Regions from separate parts of the Oryctolagus cuniculus genome. Here region 2 is linked to region 1. A link is a contact called in public Hi-C data. All regions are on one chromosome and are shown on one strand. Each heading gives the region's core, a stretch centred on a gene start, on an enhancer-like site or on the middle of the called end of the contact. The rest is flanking DNA. Distances are from core to core; before and after follow the strand shown.

Evidence for each region. Hi-C and Micro-C count contacts between places; a contact is called where the count stands out from the background.
Region 2: a contact with region 1 is called in a Hi-C map of an unstated tissue, with 2.1 times the contacts expected there. The contact joins the promoter of MCM3 here to the promoter of TMEM14A in region 1. A contact is called at or near these places in 3 of 6 Hi-C or Micro-C datasets (ear pinna, psoas muscle and an unstated tissue).

What each region holds. Positions count from the first base shown.
Region 1 is chr5:117,300,715-117,303,649 of mOryCun1.1, forward strand. TMEM14A (transmembrane protein 14A) reads right to left here and starts at 1,402. Exons shown (of 5, transcript XM_051855650.2): 1 at 1,069-1,402.
Region 2 is chr5:117,736,005-117,738,794 of mOryCun1.1, forward strand. It overlaps MCM3 (minichromosome maintenance complex component 3), which reads left to right and starts at 1,454. Exons shown (of 17, transcript XM_002714500.5): 1 at 1,454-1,812. The coding sequence starts at 1,735. It overlaps PAQR8 (progestin and adipoQ receptor family member 8), which reads right to left and starts at 1,344. Exons shown (of 4, transcript XM_051855627.2): 1 at 969-1,344; 2 at 350-576.

The DNA of each region.
Region 1 (2,935 bases), core at 152-2,651:
CTGGAAAAAGCTTCGGGATACTACTACTCAAGGTATTTCACCCAAACCTAAAAGAAAAACTCTTCGCATATTATGAGAATTCCATACTCTTGTATATACTCTTGCCCATGTGGGAATCAGGTTGTTCTTGGGCAAAGGGGGCCACAGTCCTCTTAACTCAAAGGCCACCAGGTGCTGCTTACTCCAGCAATGGTAAGGCTGGAGCACCAGGTAAGTTTGCAGCCAAGCCTGTTCACCTCTACTTATTTTTTCTGTTTCTTTTTCTTTCTTTCTTTCTTTTTTTTTTTTTTTTTAAGATTTTACTTATTTCCTTGAGAGGTAAAGTTACAGACAGAGATAGGGAGAGACAGAGAGAAAGGTCTTCCATCTGCTGGTTCACTCCCCAAATGGCCAATGGCCAATCAGAAGCCAAGAGCCAGGAGGTTCCTCCGGGTCTCCCACGTGGGTGCAGGGACCCAAGGACTTGGGCCATCTTCTACTGCTTTCCAGGCCATAGCAAAGAGCTGGATAGGCAGAGGAGCAGCCGGAACAGCAACTGGCACCCCTATGGGAGGCTTACACCCATATAGGAGGCCAGCACGGCAGACGGAAGCTTAGCCTACTATGTCACAGCACAGGGCCCCAACTCCACCTATTTGTAGAACTGTCCACTCATGATCCAAGGCAGGGACTCTTCCAATGTCACATGGATTCCTTTGGCATTCTGGGAAAATGCACAAAATAAGATTGCACAGGATGCCAATTTTCTTGAAATACAGTTGTCAGATTATTAAACATTTAAACCTAGATATAATAAATGTTCTTTATTAACATATTAAAGATTATCAGATCTATGGGCAGGTCTATTTATTACCATAATTTCAAATTAGTGTTCCGTGTACCAGTTTCTAAGGTATCTGTGACTCCCACAGATGACAGATGCAGGTACCGATACTGCTGTTTTGTTGCCTATTTGCCTAACGGAAAGAAATGCTAACTATCAATTAGAGATTAGTGAAAACAGGGGCTAGGACTTTGAGCGCAACCCCTGCTCCCGGACGGCGACAAAGCCAAGCAGCCAACCCTCACCACTCCGCAGCACCGACCCCGCGTCCCCGCGCCATTGCCACCGCCGTTCATCGGGTGGCGGTCAGCGCCGTCGGGGGCGTCCGGGGCTCCGCAGGCAACCTGTTTTCAGGAGCAGGTCACGTTAGTTCCTGAAGGCGCCCGTGGTCTCCGGGCTGCTCGCTGTCATCTGCTTCGGCGACTCCGTGCACATCTGGCTGCTGGCCGCACTGCTGCCTGGGCTGCGGGGCCGGAGCGAAGCTCCCCTGAACCCCAGCAACCGCCGCAATCACCCCGGCCAGGGCCAGTCCAGTTCCGGGACACCTCGGGCCACTTTATATGACCCAGTTGGAGAAGCTGGCCTGCGTTGCCGAAGGCGCACGTTCATTGGCTAGTTCCGCCTGACACTCACCCATGCACCGAGATCCCATTGGCTGCAAGGGCTGGAGGCTCACACCGGTGGGGTTGTCCTCCTCCGAGGGTCCCCGAATCTAACGCCAGGATCACTTGCCCTCTTCCTCTCCGTTCTTCGCCAAAGTGATACAGAGCCAAGAGTAAAACAAAAACAAGTTCAAACCCCCCAAAACAAGACTCCCTAAAACAAATGTAAGGAAAGCAAATGTGAGAAAACTATAATTAAGCAAAAATGAATTTACAAAGGCAGCGCAAAAACTAAAATTCAAGAGGATGAGTTCAAGGACAGCTAAGACGTGGGTCTAATTTCAAGTTGAGGACATTTACACCCATTTCTATTTAGACCTCGATAAGCAACATTCAAGATCAGCGAATCAAACCTTCTCAGTCGATGCGCTTTCCTGTGAAAGACAGCAGGGGGCGCTGAATGTTAGAGTTTCATTCAGCGAGGCAAGACGTTCTAGCCATGCCAAAGTTATCTTCAAACATCAAATATTAGCTCTAAAAAAACAGAGATGGTTATAAAACTTCATAACAAATAGGGAACACAGGGCACTGGCCAACGCAGAAGAATGTGCAACAAGTAAAAACACATATGTGGTTTCTGCACCACATCTCCTAACTAAGGAGAATGATTTCCTGGAATGTAGTGGGGGGTGGGGTAGGGGAAGCAATTGCAAAACAGAAGGGGACATTTTTGAGGTGGGCTCTGAAAGAGACACAGGGCAATAGAGAGTGACTACCCAGGAACCAGGCTGACTCCTTGTCCTAGGCCTGCCATTTGATCCCATTTTGAACTTTTTGCCAAGGACGGGGGACTTTCCGTGATAAAATGAACTTTCCTATAAGCAACAATAACATCTGACATTTAGGATATCTACGTGTTTCAGGCGCTGTGCTAGGCAATTTACGGGCAAAGACTGTTCATCTTCACTACAACGGGAGGTGGGGGGAAGGAGGTGTACATGCTGCTACCTCCCCGATGCTTCAGAGGAAGAAAATGAGGCAACTTGCCAAAGGCCTTGTGAAGTGTCAGACCCGGGTTTCAGGAAAGAGTTTATACAGGCTGTCTAGTCATTCTGCCTGGGTTCAAACTATGGTTCCAGTGCATATTTTTTAAATTACTTATTTATTTATTTGAGAGGCAGGGGGGGGAGAGAGAGAGAGAGAGAGAGAGAGAGAGAGAGAGAGAGAGAAACCCAAATACTTGAGCCACCACTGTTGCCTCTCAGGGTCTGCATTAGAATGGAGCTGCCATTAGGAGCCAGAGCAGGTACTCTAGTATGTGACATGGGCATCTTAACCACTAGAGCAAATGCCCACTCTCATAGCGCAATGACCACAACATAGTAAATACTCAGTAATGTTTGCTATTATTAGTAAAAGAGTGGCCCCTGTTCTTTAAGAGCTTAAAATCTAATTGAAGAGATTGTTAAGATTCATAAAGCAGGAGAGGTGCCTACTGAATAGATGAATG
Region 2 (2,790 bases), core at 204-2,703, 440 kb after region 1:
AATGAATAATGATAACTAAAAAAATACACATACAAATAGATGGTATACATATTTGTTTTGGCAGGTTATATTTGGAATATTTATCAGCACACTTTGGATCCTGGAGGCTTTCAAACATAAGCTAATAGTTGGCAAAAATTTGTGATATATGAATAGAGTTACTGATTGTTCTGTGTTAGTTAATTTGATACTTTAACTTCCTGTGAAGTAAAAATTAAAAACATATGCTGGGGCAATTGACACATTTTTCATTATCCAGAGTGGTGTCTACAAAGGTAAAAGCTGGGATGGGTATTTGCTGAAGCGGTTAAGATACTGCTTGGGATGCTTGCAGCCCATTTTGGAGTACCTGGGTTCAAATCTTGGCTCCGCTTCTGATTCCAGCTTCCTGTTAATGTGCACTTTGGGAGGCAGTGGGTGATGGAGCAAGCAGTTGGGTCCCTGTCACCTTGGTAGGAGACCAGGATCGAGTTCTGGGCTTCTGGTTTGGTCTGGTCCATCCTTGGCCATTGTGCACTTTTCCGGGTTGAGCCAGCAGATGGGAGATCTCTCTTTCTCACCCTCTCTTTTTCTCCGCTTTTCAAATAAATAAAATTACTCATTGATCTGTATGTTTAAGATTTGTGAATTACATTTACTACATGTAAGTTATACAACAAAAAAGACTAAAAATATAATTAGAAAATCAACCACGAAGGACTAAAACAAGAACACCTTGTACAACTTACATTTTAATTTCATATTTGCTATATTTTAATTACTGATTCATATTCAATCAAAGATGGCATTAAATACCCCCACCTTGTCTTTATCTCTCTGCACACTAGGTTACTGAAGAGGATCCTGTGATCTTTTCATAAATCAAGGAAACCTTTAATTTACTTGTTTGCAAGTAAGACAGTGTAGTAACTTACATCCAGAATTTTGTATAACACACAAAGCCATCTATAAGTGGGCAGAGTACATACCGAAAATTTTTCTTTCACTTCATCCTCCTCTGCGACCTATTTTTACGAGGTACTTCAGGCAAAGGTATTCAGATAGCAAAAGGGTCCTAACTCTAACTTCTCCCTGCACATGCCATGATTCTATACTCCATTCCTAGAGTCTCAAAATCCAATTTCTCCTCTCTAGAAGCCACTTGAGGGCAGTTCTAATTCAAGTGTATTTTAAAGACGACTGGTCTTTATTGTTTTCATCTTCCTGCGTTATAAACCCTCCTATAATGTTCAGTCTACTTTCAAGGAAGGACTAACCCGCCAGCCCTTGTTTGGTCACGGTAGTAGGTCAGGGACCACAGCTTGAAAAAACGCGGTGAAACATCCGGAACCGGGAAAGGACTACAACTCCCAGAACGCAACGCTTCCCGGCTTCTTCCGCGTCTCCCTTTCCGGCTGCCCAATGTCTGGGCTTCGCGAGACTTCTCTCATTCCCATTGGTCAGCTTCCCCGCCTGCAGGGGCGGAGCGGCGAGGAAAGAAACAGAGGACACCGGAAGGCACATTTCCCGCCACTGCGAGGCTCCCGGAGGAAAACCCTAAGAAGAAGACGCTCTCAATTGGACACTCGCTTTTCTAGCGTCAGAGGATTCAGCCAACCAGAACATGCATCTACCCTCTGAGTCCCCGCCTCTTCCTCGAGGTACACTTTGGTGGCGGGAAAAGTGAGGAAGTTTTCGCGCCGGGGCGGAGTCAGCTAAGGACCTTTCGGCGCGGCTTTGGAGGAGGCAGCGGGCATGGCGGGCACTGTAGTGCTGGACGATGTGGAACTGCGGGAGGCCCAGCGGGATTACCTGGACTTCCTGGATGACGAGGTGAGAGGGCCGCCGGCGCGCGGGCCCTGATGCTGGAAGGCTCTCGCGGGGAGCGGGTCAGGGCCGGAGGCCCCTTAAATCCGCGGACGACGCCAGCATCCGGCTCTGGTCACTGCCCCCGCGGTGGAGTGAGTCCCTGGTTTGTGCTGCATAGGTGAACTTTTTAGAGTGATCCCGCAAGTTTCTTCCATGTGACCGCCAGTGCGCTCGAAAGGCGAGAGGCTTCCCTCTTGCGCCGGCAAAATGGCAAATCCCACCCGCGGCTGCACGCCCGGCTCGCTCTGCGTCGGTGGGCACCGTGGGGGAGGGACTGCAGTAGGGCGGCAGTCGCCGGCCGCGTTTTTCGGGTGCTCAGATATTAGGGACAGATTTCCTACAGGGAGGAATAGACTTGCTGATGTGGCTGCATTTTTTTTTTCAATACCAAGTGAGGTGCAGATAAGAAGTGTTTTGTATGCAGGTGAAGGGGGGTTATGTGCAACCCAAGATCTAAAGCCACAGGATAAGCTTCCTGGAAGGTTCAGGATAGAAACATAGAGCTGACTCCTTTAGGTCCCGGTTATGAGAATCCTTCAGTATGCTGATGATCCGAGAGTAAAATACTTTAATTCCGTATATAAGTTTAAGTAAAGATCCATCTTAATGTAAACTTTAGTCTGTTTCATTCACATTTATTATTGGCTATATTAAAGTGTCCAGCGTGTTTCAATATTCATAGAGAAATTGTTTTCTACTGTTAAGCAAATTAGCATATACATCTCTAAGCATTAGCTTTTTCCCTTTACATTTTAACAAGGTTTTTACATGTCCTTTTAGAACTTAAAAGCTCAATGTACTTCCAGAGTAGAGGTTGAGTTGACAACTGACAGGCTGTTGATGATGGGACTACCAGCACGGCTTGGGAAGCGTGATTACAATCTTCTCCCAAGAAGTGCCAGTTACGGAGGCTAGCGGATGCTTGCAGTTCAACTCTGCCAC